2 separate regions of the Macaca fascicularis genome follow, and region 1 is linked to region 2. A link is a contact called in public Hi-C data. All regions are on one chromosome and are shown on one strand. Each heading gives the region's core, a stretch centred on a gene start, on an enhancer-like site or on the middle of the called end of the contact. The rest is flanking DNA. Distances are from core to core; before and after follow the strand shown. Region 1 overlaps MGLL (monoglyceride lipase). Region 2 holds the start of MGLL (monoglyceride lipase).

Region 1 (6,466 bases), core at 714-3,213, 130 kb before region 2:
CTCTGACAGGGAGGCCTGGGCCCTGGCTGTGCCCAAGGCCATCTCTGCCCCTCTACAGGACGTGAGTCCTCCCTCCTCAACCACCAGCCTGTGGATCTTGCCTTTCAAGGGGCTGCTCTCTCCCCTGTCCTTGCTCTCCTTGGCCTGTCTGGGTTTCTGGCTTCAGTCTTCCCGCCTCGGCAGGAACAGCTCAGGCTCCACTGCCCTGATCTCTAGCATCTGCCCCACAGGATCAGGGGATAAGTTTCTAGGTCTCTCTCAGGCCCATAGGGGGCAGGAGTGAGCCCCGATGCTTTTTTTTTTTTTTTCTCTTGAGAAGGAGTCTCGCTCTGTCACCCAGGCTGGAGTGCAGTGCTACAATCTCGGCTCACTGCAACCTCCGCCTCCAGGGTTCAAGTGATTCTGCTACCTCAGCCTTCGAGGTAGTTGGGATTATAGGTGGTGGTCACCACACCCGGCAAATTTTTGTATTTTTAGTAGAGACAGGGTTTTGCCATGTTGGCCAGGCTGGTCTCAAACTCCTGACCTCAGGTGATCCACCCGCCTCAGCCTCCCAAAGTGCTGGGATTATAGGCATGAGCCACTGAGCCCGGCCCCATGATGCTTCTTCACTCACGTTCATCATCCTTGCCAGTGGGTTCTTGGTGGGTTGGGGAGGGTTCACGTGGTGAGGACTGGGTGAGGGTCAGAGAGCATGTGGGGACGAGGAAGGAACACGCTGCCAGCTGCTCCCCGGGCAACCAGGGTGCCCACTGTGTCAGGACTCAGCATTTCCAAGAACTGGGCTACACCCCTTCCATTACCACCCCTACAAGGCCTTGGCCAGAATTCCGGACCACACCAAGTGGGAGAGGCTGTCCTGCAGTCACCCCTGCCATCCCTGGATTCCTTCCCATGCTGGGGACTGAGCACCAAAAACCAGACCATTTGTGTAAAGCCACACGAGACAGATTAGCCACTTCCTGCAGCTGAGCTGGCATGAGTCCTGCTGGGCCAGGCCATCTGCTTGGAGCCTGAGAGGACACGGGACTGGCAGGGCAGTTCATGGGGGCCCATGGCCAGGCCCAACCACAGGGGGTGCTTCCCCAGGGTCAGCCAGGAGCCATGAGGGAAGGAGGGCTGTAGGGCCTGCAAAAGAGCCCGGGGCTTGGGGTCAGTGGAGTCCCCAACAGCAGCGCCATCTACCAGCTTGTGCTGGGCTGTGACATGCAGGGTCTCACTGAGTAATAAAAGTAATAATAGCTACATCTGAGCTCTGTCTGTCTGCCCAGCACTAAGTGTTTTTGCGTGCAGTAACTCACTGGGCCTCCATAACTCCCCTGTATAAGGAATTGCTCTCATTCTCTCCATTACACAGAGGAGGAAACTAAGGCACAGAGAGGCTTGTCAACCTGCCTGCTGTTAGTTGCCCCAATTCTTGTTCTCCCCTACAGAACCTTGATGTTTCTTTGGGTATACAACTGCTCAGAATAAAGACTATATTTCCCAGTCTCCCTTGTAGCTAGCAATGTGACTTGTGGTCACATGACCAAGTTCTGGCCAATAGAAAGTAGGCAGGCAGGGGCTGTGTGCACACTCTGGGTCTAGGTCTTATTTTCTCCTTGCCCCATAGAAAGAGTCAGGGCCATGTGGACAAGGTTCGCCCCTGGAAGCCAGAGCAACAAGATGGGTGTCCTGATGCCGAGAAGTCACACCGTCTCTTGGTTAAGCTGCTGTTGTTGGGGGTATGGGTTCCAGCAGGCTGGCCATGCCCTGGGCTGGGCCACCACCCCATCCCATGCTGTCTCCAGGGCTTCTGTGGGATCTGTGGGGTGGGGGCCACACCCTCGACCCTGCTGCCAGCAGTCTTACAACCGCCTTCTTCCTGCAGCAGGCCTGCTGCTTTACCCTGCTGACCCCGAGCGTCCTGGGCACAGCAGGCCCTTGGGGACTCTGCTTCTGAGTTTAATTGCACTGATGGCCAAGCGGCTTCCTGCTCTTGGCTTCATTTTCCATGTCTTGATCACGTAGGCCCTGTTTACACAATGGCCTATTCTGGGCCTGGGGCCCAGCCACCAGATGTGTCAGGGAAAGGGTAGGCCCCTCATGTGAACCACAGCCCGGACTGGGGGTGAGGGGCAGAGGGAAACTGGGACCAGGAGGCGGGGGAGGGCTGTACCACATGGGGAGATTGAGGCACAGAGGGGCCAAACCCTCCCCTCAAGTGGCAGTTCTGGCCCAATCACAATGGCCTTGATTTTTTGACAGCTTAAGATCTCAATCCACCAAAAGTCCTAGGAATGTGTCTTGTGGCTCCCAGGAAGGAGATAGCCAGGCCCCTTCCTCCCAAACCAGGCCCAAGCCCAGAACATGAGCCCATTCATTCAATATGGACCAAAGAGTCAGTCCCCAAAGATTCCACACTGCATGATTCCACTGATGTAATGTTCTTCATGTGACAAAACTAGAGAAACAGAGACCAGACTCACAGCTCAAAGGGCCGAGGAGGGTGTGGGGCGAGTGGGGAGTGGATGCGGCTGCAAAATGGCAACATGAGGGGTCCTTGTGGGGATGGAGCCATCTGTGACTTGACTGTGTCAAGGTCAGTATCCTGGTTGTGATACTGTCCTGTCATTTTGCAAAATGTCACTGCTGGGGGAAACTGGGTAATGGATGCATGGAATCACTCTGTATTATTTCTTACAGCTGCTTGTGAGTTACAGTGATCTTAAATGAAAAGTTTAACTAAAAACTAATAGCAAAGGCCCATGTTTAGCTCACCATGGCTCCCACCAGCTGAGACCAGGGTCTGCTGGGGACATGGCAGCTGGAAGCAGGAGCCCAAGCTGGGGACCCAGGTCCAAGTGACCACTCCACCGTGGCTCTAGAGAACTGATTTCCTGGGGAGCCCCCACTGGCTGAGAGCTGAAGTCTTTTTTCCCCCGGGGTGGGGTTGGAGTATGGTAAGGCTCTACTCCTTCCTGGGCCTCAGTTTCCCCATCAGGGGACCCCAAAGGCTCCTCTTGGGTGTTAAGTTTCACAAGCTGGCCTCCTGTTGAGCTTGACAGCCAGGAATACACCAGCTGGGACTTCTGAATTTCCAGCACCGTCTCACTGTGGGAAGAAACTTTGCACTAAAGTGCAGTAAATACAGCTGCAATCCTCAGCTGGGAGTTTTCTTACACTTATGGTTGAGCAAAATCGAGACACAACCCCTGCAGTCAAATCTCTTGACCCTTTTTTTTTTAAACCATTCCATGATGAAATGCAATATTGCAGTTTAATTAGAATACTATGAAAAATAACTCATGCGTGGAGCCCTTGACTCTTTACTAGGTGCTGTAGTAAGTGCTTCACTCGTACTTGCTCATTTAATCTTCACAGGAACCCTGTGATGTAGGAACTATTATTATTACCTTTTTACATATGAGGAGACAAGCTCAGAGAGGTTAGGTGACTCACCCAAGGTTACACAGCAAGTAAGAGGCAGAGCCAAGGTAAGAAACTAGGCACTCTGCCACTGCCATCAGCATTCTTAGCCACTTACCATGCTCTGCTGCCTGTCTCGAGAGGAGAAGGTGAAGGTCAGTGCTGGGGTATAGACAGCCAGGAGCTGTGCAGGTGGCAGGGATACTAGTGCTCTCAGAAAAGGCAAGAATGGTCCCTGATGAGGACCATAAGCAGATGGGCCTGAGAGATGGTGAAGTGATCTGGTGGGGCCCAGGGGTTACCACCGCCCTTCACAGCCAGCCAGAGGGGATAGGGGAGCCCTTCTGGGCACAGACAGGCATGTGTCCCCCTGGATGAACCTCTAATCACAGAGAAAGACAACCCAGCAGGCTTCATCCCTGTAGATCTGTCCACAGCTGGCTCTTCCTGCCTCTCCTTCCCTGCAATCTCCTCCCTTTTCCTATGGAAGCCTCACCCTTCCATCTGGGCTTTAGAGCCCATCCCAGAATTCCCACCTTCTTCCTCCATTGTTTAGATCTCTCTTAATCCATCCCTTTCCAATACAGGGAACTCAGATAGCCTTCTCTGGCATAATAGAGAAAGAGTGCACGACAACTCTACCTGAGTGATCTCTGTGAAATTTAGAAACCTGCAGGAACCCTAACAGGAACTGGCAGGTCTTTGTAGAGACGATGCCTCATTTCCCACCTTTGTCTTGAATGACCGGAGACATAATTTGTGGTGGAAAGAGCTGGATGAGAGAGAATCCTCTTGTGATGGCTTCTGTCTCCCATCACAAACGGCTTTTCAGCCCCTTGCTCTTAGCTTAATTAACACTGTCTACTCCACTTTCAGGCCTCAGCTCAGCCTTCCCAGACCCCCACAGACTCTGCTGCCCCAAAGCCCTTCTCCCATGCCGCACTCGGCCTGGTCTGCAATCAGCGCATCTCTTCCCACATGTCTGCCCCACTTGAGGTCAGGGCTCTGTCCTGCCCTCTGCATGTCCTGCACAGTGGCTGGCACAGGGAAAGCCCTTGGTAAACTCTGGTGCAATGGATGAAGAGGCAAACCATTCCCTAATCTAGCCCAAGAAGTAGCACCTTTGGGTACTGAGAGACCTCACTCATGGCAGCTGAGAACTGCTGGCCGCCTCCTGGCCAAGCGAGTGTCCACAATGGGAATGAGACTTGGGACCCTCGAAAGCAGAGGCCCTTGTCATTTCATTCAGTGAACGACTTTTCTGCGTGCACACATGGAAAACCCCGACAGCACGCTTTTGGAGCTGCTTGGCATTGCTTTCCTTCAGTGCATCGTGCTGAACCTCAGGCCCATGGAATATCCTAAACACAAATAAGAATGTACTGTAGGCTGGGCGTGGTGGTGCATGCCCATAATCCCAGCACTTTGGGAGGCCAAGGTGGGCAGATCACCTGAGCCCAGGAATTCAAAACCAGCCTGGGCAACATGGTAAAACCCTGTCTCTACAAAAAATACAAAAATTAGCCTGGTGTAGTGGTGCACACCCGTAGTCCCAGCTACTGGGGAGGCTAAGGTGGGAGGATTGCTCGGGCCCAAAATGTGGAGGCTTCAGTGAGCTGAGATCATGCCACTGCACTCCAGCCTGGGCAAGACAGTGAGAGTCTGCCTCAAAAAAAAGACAAGAAACAACAACAACACAAAAAAACAGCAACAACGAAAAAAAACAATGTCAATGTCCTGTGGAAGTTGGCCTGAATTTGGAACATGCTGAAGGCTGGAAACAGCTGTGCTTGGCGTGGCTCTGGTGTGCTTCCTCTCCCACACATCCCCTCCCAAGCCTGTAGCACCCTGGTCACTGCTGTCAGCTCCCAGAGGGCTCACGGCATTGGGTCCCTGCCAAGCAGAGGTGGGTCCCTGTCATGCAGAGGTAGGTCCCATTTCAGACTCACAGATCTGTACCTGTCCCCCTCTGTGAAGAACCCTGTAGTACTTCCCACAGGGGCTGCAGGGCAAAGTCCTAACTTCTTGGTATGGCCTGCGACACCGCCATCCCTGCCCTCCCTTAACACTCCCCACTCCCCTTGACCCCAGGGCACTTGCACAGCATGTCCCCTCAGCCTTCAGACCCCTTCCTTGGCTGCCGGTGGAGTTTCTCCCTCCCTATCAACCCTCGGCTCAGCTGCCCTTCCTCCAGGCAACCTTCCCTGGTCCCATGTGTGTCATCCCTGGACCCCTTTCCTCATGTGCTTGTCACCTGCACTACAGACTGGCCCCGACACCTCCATTTCCACCATCCCCTTCCATGCCCTTTCTCTTATCTGCCAGCAACCCTGTTCCCTCTCTTCAAGGCCCAGGTTAAGCGTTTCCTCCTGTGGACAGGTGCCCAGACACCCTTGCTGACATCCACGCTTCTCTCCCCGGGCTCCCGTATCTTTGCCAACGCCTCCTTCAGTGGGCCTCTCTCAGAGCTGTGATAGCAACAGCTCTCACTTGCTAGGGTCCACACTGTGCTAGGTGGCTGTGCAGTCATCTGGAGGGATCTGAGGAAGGGCAAGACTGAGTGTGGCTTCCAAGGTCACACTGAAGAGATGGAGCAGGGTCCAGACTCAGGTCCTTTTGGAAGGCTGTGCTCTTCCCACTGAGCCCACCGCCCCTTTCCCCTCTGCGCCACCGCAGCTGATGGGCCTGGCCGGCAGGGACAACAGGGCAGCCTATGGGGTGTCGCAGCCTCCAGCTCTAGCCTGGCCGGAGTGGGAGCCCTGAGAAAGTTTGCTGGTGTGGTGAGCTGCCTGCAGGGTGCCAGAGGGGAGATAGGCCCTGCCTGACTCAGCAGAAAGCCCCTCCGTCTTGATAGACCCAAGCAAGCCCTGCCTACCAGGAGGCCTGAGTCCCCACAATGACCTTACCCTGCCTTGGGCCAGCCCTAGCTGGCAGCCAGCCTCGGTGGCTGAAATTCCTGAACCAGACCAGGGCCATTTGGAAAGAAGATGTTGCTGCACATTCTCCTCTCCTGGAAGCTGCAGTGCCATTTTGGACAGAAAGAGGATAATCAAGGATC
Region 2 (7,115 bases), core at 1,373-3,872:
GTTAGAAATTAATCCAAGATTGAGCAATTCTACAGCCAGTTAAGACAGAGTGGAGAATTAATGATTAATTAGCATCATAATGCTCGACAACCCCCCACACTTCCTCTAATGCATATGCACGTACAGACACATTCTTTAAGAAATGTATTACCAGAACTGGTAGGAACCCTTCTCAGCACATTACACACTTCAAAACACTAGAGAGAAACCATAGTCAGTATGTATAGCTGCCCTGAAGCTGTGACTCTACCTCGGGTTTTAAAAGTCCGTATCTCTGTGTTTTTGATGTGAGGCTCCCTGAATCATACCTTGATGAAGACAAAGAAGAAATTTTACACCTGTGTGAGGGTTGGGTGATTACTGGAGCACAAAGAGAGACATGATCCAACCACACAATGATCCCTAGGAGACAAGAGGCCTACAAAACAGGTAAAATGTCCCTGGAACAGGAAATGTTCACTTGTCACCAGGCCAACTGGTTACCACAAATAAATTCTTTTTCCAAATAACACACACAAGCAGGGTTTTCCTGCTTCATCCAAGAGGAGGGAGCAGCAGCAGGAGACCAACTGTCTTGCGTGTAGTCCCAATGCCTGCTTCTAATAGCAAGACAAATCCTTGATGGAAAATGTACAAAGTAATTGAGCAGGCAAGGAATCGGAAGGAAATACCCAGGCCCCTGTCTTCCTGGTGACACATGTATGCCATCTTCTGAAGCTCAGAAACAAGCAGGAAAAGAGAGCAAAGGTGAAGATATATGTATTACTTCGGGTTTCTCATCCACCTAGGGGATTTTCTTTAATTGTTGGGTTTGATTTTAAATGAATGCCTGTACAACAGGAAATCAACTCCAGTACAAAAAATAAAGTCATGTGGAATTTTTGAAAATTGCCATACGGTAGGATCCATATCTGAGTTGTTATAATGGAAAAAGAATTCCTGCTTCTTAATTTAAAAATTATAAAGTATACATTTTAGCTTTGTTAACATTGCTCAGCCTAACGTTAAAATAGCAGGGGAAGTAGGTCATAGAGAAAGCGGCCCCGCCCCAGATGGCACATGATAACGACCAGAGGAGAAGCAGGGGTCAAGCTCCCCTGTCACCTGGGGTGACTCTTTAAGGAAGACTTACTTGGGTGTGCCTGTGGGTTTCCAGTACCTGCAGAAGAGGTACTGTCCATCTGCATTGACCAAGTGAGGGAGATCCTGGTAGGGAATGCTCTGCGGGGTCCGCCTGGGGGAACTTTCCTCTGGCATTCTGGAAGGGTCTTCAGATCCTAGAAGGAAAGTGACATATTCCAAAGTCAGAAATATCTCAAGAACATGTATGGATAGGAGAGAAAAGCCTAGTTCAGAGTCAGTAACATTTTTTTAAAAGCAGTTTTAAAAACCCCTCCGTTTCAAAGGTTTAAAAAATACATATATTTCTTGCAAACCTCTCCAAGACTGAAAAATCCCATTTGTTCTTAAGAAAATGCTCACTTTATTTTTTAAGTGCCTCATTACAGCTTTTCCCCCTTCCCATCTGTGTTTATTTTAAATCATTTCAGGAAACTTCATCTTAAAGACTATTTTAGCTGTAATCAAGTGGAAATTACAGTCGGCTCTATGGGTACAAAGACCCAGCTGCAAGAAGACCCATCTATCTTAAAATCTCCAAGGAACAGTTTCAAGTGGGCACAGTAATGAGGTGGATGATACTCAGATTATTCCTCCCATCTGAAATTCCAAGGATACATGACAAACCTGTTTCCATTATGTGCTGGCGTTTGCATTCCACAACCACGACAGCCTGGAGAATCAGAACCAGGCAAACCCGGCTGTTCCCTCATCTAGGCGGCCCCAAGGCAGCATGAAGGCAGCTCCCGAGCCCTCTTCCCGCACCCAGACCCTGCCTTTCGTGCTGGGGCGCTCAGCCGGGAGCCTGCTTCCAGCTCCCACTGGCAGGCTCTCCGGGGCTCCCCTCCCTCCCCAGGGCGGGGAGCGGCGCTGCGAATCTCCACTACTAGTTCATGTCATCACTTTTCCTAAACAAATCGCTGGAGGGGCTCGGAGCAGGGAGGGGCCCGGGAAACTGGGAAACTAGCTCGGCGCACACCGAGGCACCTCGCAGACGCACAAATGCGGGTGCCCGAGGCAAAGTCGCCCCCAAGGTTTCTCACAAACTTTGCTTCCTGCGCGTCTCCGACAGTACAGGACATGTAGCCCCGCAGCTGTCATCGGAAATGCCCCTGGGAAAACCGGGGGGCGCTTCGCCGGTGTCTGCACCGGGGAAGGTGGGGACTAGAAAGATGGAGTTGATGGGGACAAGTTGGTTTGGGGGCTGGTGCGAGGGAGCAGGGAGGGCGCGCGCGCACACACACGCGCGCACACAAGGACACGCGCGCACACACACCGTGAACACACACACGCACACATGGGTAGCGGGAGCTCACGCCGGGTGTTTCCGGGACCCCGATGCTGCTCCCCACCCCTGACGGCGGCACTGGCGGGCTGGGGCGGGGGCCGGGAGGCAGTTACCGGGGCCACGAGCGCCGCTGTCGCGTTCCCCGAGCGCCGCGGATCTTCGTTTGCGGCGGGCTAGGGCCGGGACGAGCTGCGCGCGACCGGCTTCGCGGCGACAGGGTGCGGCGTCTGCGCCGCCACTTTATCCCCGGGCCGGCTCGGCGGCGGGGGCGGCCCGAGGTGGGTGGGGACGCGCGGGACCCGGCGGGCGGCGGGCGGCGCGGGGAGGCGGCGCCCGGGGCCCACGTGTGCCCGGCCCGCGGGGAGGAGCGGGGGCGCCGCCCGCCGACCCAGCCACGCACTCCTCTCCTCCCCGCCTCGTGGACAGCCGCGCCCCGGGGTGGCCGCCCGGGGACTATCAGGGAGGTCTGAACTGAGCTGGGTTCATCGGAGCCTCAGCGCAGGAGGACACACCACATCCCCGGGCACACGCGCGCACACATACCCACAGGCACCGCACGTACACAGACAACGCGCGCAGGGCCGCACACATACCACACGTGCACACATGTGCACTCCCAAAGTCACTACACTGCATGGACATACCGACACACATCCCAGAGATCCTACATGCATACAGACACACACAGACCACACATGCATGCACACACACAGCCCCAGCGACACAAAGACACCTGACATCCACAGAGACACACAAACTCACTTAGATTCACATAGAAAGTAATGCAGAGACATAGGCACAGACAACCCACAGAGACACAGACGTGCACAGACATCTGCAGACTACACACCTGGCCCACACATATACACAGACACACTCACATCATACACCTGCAATGATACACACACATCATACACACGCAGTCATACACAGACACACTCACACCTCATGCAGTCAGACACATACAGTACTGGAGGGGGAATTAGTCGGGCGTGGTGGCACGCGCCTGTAGTCCCAGCTACTCAGGAGAATCGCTTGAAACCGGGAGGCGGAGGTTGCAGTGAGCGGAGACCACGCCATTGCACTCCAGCCTGGGTGACAGAGTGAGACTCCATCTCGGGGGAAAAAAAATGCTGGAGGGGGTCCACGTGACTCTTGGTAGTGTAAAAGCAGATGGTGTATGCCTACAAATGCCTTGTCCCTTCCCGGCAATCCCCAGCAACCCTCCCATGCCCAGTGGCTGTGACCCCCAGATAAAACCTCTGGTGCATCTACGCAGGCCAGGGCACAGTCTGAGCTCTGTCCAGTATAACTAGCAACGTGGCCGTGGAGGATACGGCCACTGGACTGAGACTCCAGACCACTTGGGTTGAACATTAGCTCTTCCGCTTGCTCTTTGAGCCTCAGTCTACCACCTTCAACCTGTGAGTGATATACCTATGCCCCAGTGAAGTGTCCCTGACTCACACTGACCTCAAGAGGCCTTCCTGTCTTTCCTCCTCTGCAAAAAATTCTACACCATAGCAGCATTGAGAACTGTGTCTCGGCGTCACACTGTGTGTGTCCAATGAGGCCCAGGTTGTTGTAGAGCCTGTGGTCTAACTCGAGAAATAAAACAACAGCGTTTGAGCAGTGGCTTGAGTTGTAGGCACTGCTGAGCGTGACTCACCCACTGTCTGGCCTCTGGCAGGCCACCACGCCTGGAGCAGAGGAGTGGCCAAGTGACTTCTGGTCCGGGCAGCTCTACAGAATCCATGCAAGAGAGGTTGAGGGGCAGCAGTCTCAGGGGCAGGAAGCTTGGGGGCTTCACTCAAAGCTGGACACGCTAAGTGCACTGGATTTCCGTGGGTTATAATTCATTGAAAGGAAGGGTGGTTGGGGGTCTGATGGATGCTTTTATCAAGCCATTATTTCACATGTCCCTGGCTCTAACATTTCATGATTTAAAATACACAGCTTGAAAATTTGGAGGAGAGGCCGGGCTCAGTGGCTCATGCCTGTAATCCCAGCACTTTGGGAGGCCAGGCGGGTGGATCACCTGAGGTCAGGAGTTCGAGATCAGCCTGACCAACATGGTGAAACCCCATCTCTACTAAAAATACAAAAATTAGTTGGGTGTGATAGCAGGCACCTGTAATCTCAGCTACTCAGGAGGCTGAGGCAGGAGAGCCACTTGAACCCAGGAGGCGGAGGTTGCGGTGATTACACTCCAGCCTGAGTGAAAAAGCAAGGCTCTGTCTCAAAAAAAAAAGGTTTTGAGGAGAGCCTTAACTGAAGTTGTCAGAGGGATCTTAGTAGAAGTGACATTGCAAACTTGAAGAGATCCCCAAAACTTGGTTATGGACAGAACTGAGACTGTGGTGTGTGGCCAGCCAACTGGGAATTTGGGACTTAAGAGACAGATCCTATTGTTCTGTATCTGGCTTTTTCTTGTAATTAAACTTATTCTGAGATAATTGTAGATTCTTATGCAGTTGTAACAAATAATACGGAGAGATGCTATGTGCCCTTTACTCAGTTTCCTGCCGTGGCAACTTCTCACAAACCACAGTAAATATCACAACAGGATACTGACACTGATGCAGTATCTGTAGTCAAGCTACAAAACGTCTCCATCCCACAAAGTGGCACCCTTTTATAGCCACATCCACTTCCCTCTCATCCTCACTTCCCTAGAACCCCTGGCAACCACTATTTTGTTCTCCATTTCTAAAATTTTGTCATTTCAAGGATATTTTATGAATAGAATCATAAAGTACATAACCTCTAGGATTCACCTTTTCATTCAGCGTAATTCCAGGTGGTTGGGTGTAGCAGTCCACAGTATGGAAGTACCACAGTGTGCCTAACAAGTCATCTGCTGAAGGATATCTGCGTTGTTTCCAGTTTTTGATGATTAAGAATAAAGCTACTGTAAACCTCCATGTTCAGGTTTTTGTGTGAACCTAAGTCTTCATTTCTCTGAGATGAGGGCCCAGGAGTGCAATTGCTGAGCTGTATGGAAATTGTGAGTTTTTAAAGAGAATGCCAAAATGTTTTCCAGAGTGACTGTAGTATTTTACATTCCCACCAGCAGTGTAGGAGAGATCCAGTCTCTCAGCATTCACGTCAGCATGTAGTGTTGTCACCATTTTAAAAATTTTAATCTTTCTGTTAAGTGTGTAGTGATGATATTTCACTATGGTCTTTAATTTGCTTTTGCCTAATGGCTAGTGTTATTTCATGTGCTTATTTGCCATCTATATATCCCATTCAGTGAAATGTCTCTTCTTGTCTTTTGGCTATTTTCTTGCCCCCCCCCACCCCCCCCCCCCCCTTTTTTTTTTCTGAGACTTAGCCTCACTCTGTAGCCCAAGCTGAAGTGCCATGGCGCCTTCTTGGTTCACTGCAACCTCCACCTCCCAGGCTCAAGCAATTCTCATGCCTCAGCCTCCCGAGTAGCTGGGACTACAGGTGCAGGCCACCATACCTGGCTAATTTTTTGTATTTTAGTAGAGATGGGGTTTCATCATGTTGTCCAGGGTGGTCTCAAATTCCTGAGCTCAGGTGATCCACCTGGCCTCAGCCTCCCAAAGTGCTGGAATTACAGGCATGAGCCACCATGCCCATCATTTAGGCTATTTCCTTCCTTCCTTCCTTCTTTCCTTCTTTCCTTCCTTCCTTCCTTCCTTCCTTCCTTCCTTCCTTCCTTCCTTCCTTCCTTCCTTCCTTCCTTTCCTTCTTTCTTTTCTTTTCTTTCTTTTTTTTTCTTTTCTTTTTTTTTTTTTTTGAGACAGGGTCTCACTCTGTCACCCAGTCTGGAGTGCAGTGTACGATCTCTCACTGCAGCCTTTTGGCTATTTTCTAATTGTTTGCTTGTTGATTTTTTACTGTTGAGTTTTGAGAGTTCTTGGTATATTCTAGACATTAGTCTATGAGATACTAGATATGTGATTTGCAAATATTTTCTTCCAGTCTGTAACTTGTCTTTTAATTCTTTTAACAAGGTCTTTTGCAGAGTAAAAGTTTTCATTTTGATCAGAAACAATTTATCAATTTTTTGTTTTATGGATTATGCATTTGATGTCAAGTCTAAGAACTCTGTGTAGTCCTACCTCAAGAGATTTTTTCCTGGTTTTCTCTAAAAGTTATATAGATTTACATTTTATGCTTAAGTCTGTAACCTACTTTGAATTACTTTTTGTCTGGAGTGTGAGATTTAGATCAAGGTTCATTTGTCTCTACATGTCCCATTGCTCCAGCACAGTTTGTTTGAAAGGCTGCCTTTCCTCCATTGAATTGCTTTTGCACATTTGTAAAATTCAACTGGCCTGCTTGTACAGGTCTGTTTCTGGGTTCTCTATTTTGTTTCCTTGGTCTGTGTCTATTCCTCCACCAATAACACACAGTCTTGATTATTGAAGTTCTCTATAAATCTTGAAATTGAATAGGCTGGTTGCTCTCACTTTATTCTTCTTTTACAAGACCTTTTTTTTTTTTTGCTAGAGAAGAAATCTCTCCATGTTGTCCAGGCTGGTCTTGAACTCCTGGCCTTATGCTGCCCTCCCACTGTGACCTCCCAATGCACTGGGATTACAAGTATGAGCTACCACACTCAGTCTACAAGATTCTTTTAACTATTCTAGTTCCTTCACCTTTCAATATAAATTTTAAAATAATCTTGTTTATATTCATTAAAAATCTTGCTGGGATTATGATAGGAATTTCA

What was found. Hi-C and Micro-C count contacts between places; a contact is called where the count stands out from the background.
Region 1: a Hi-C map of skeletal muscle shows a contact between it and region 2, with 2.8 times the contacts expected there. The contact joins the enhancer-like site here to the promoter of MGLL in region 2.

What each region holds. Positions count from the first base shown.
Region 1 is chr2:155,740,473-155,746,938 of T2T-MFA8v1.1, reverse strand. All of the region lies in intron 4 of MGLL (monoglyceride lipase), which reads right to left. Among named protein-coding and RNA genes, the nearest start is that of ABTB1, 26 kb to the left of the region's middle. Within about 2 kb of position 1,963, at least 1 of the 6 cell types and tissues checked has an H3K27ac peak or open chromatin away from gene starts, as enhancers often do.
Region 2 is chr2:155,612,846-155,619,960 of T2T-MFA8v1.1, reverse strand. It overlaps MGLL (monoglyceride lipase), which reads right to left and starts at 2,622. Exons shown (of 6, transcript XM_074033216.1): 1 at 2,521-2,622; 2 at 1,133-1,277. The coding sequence starts at 1,187.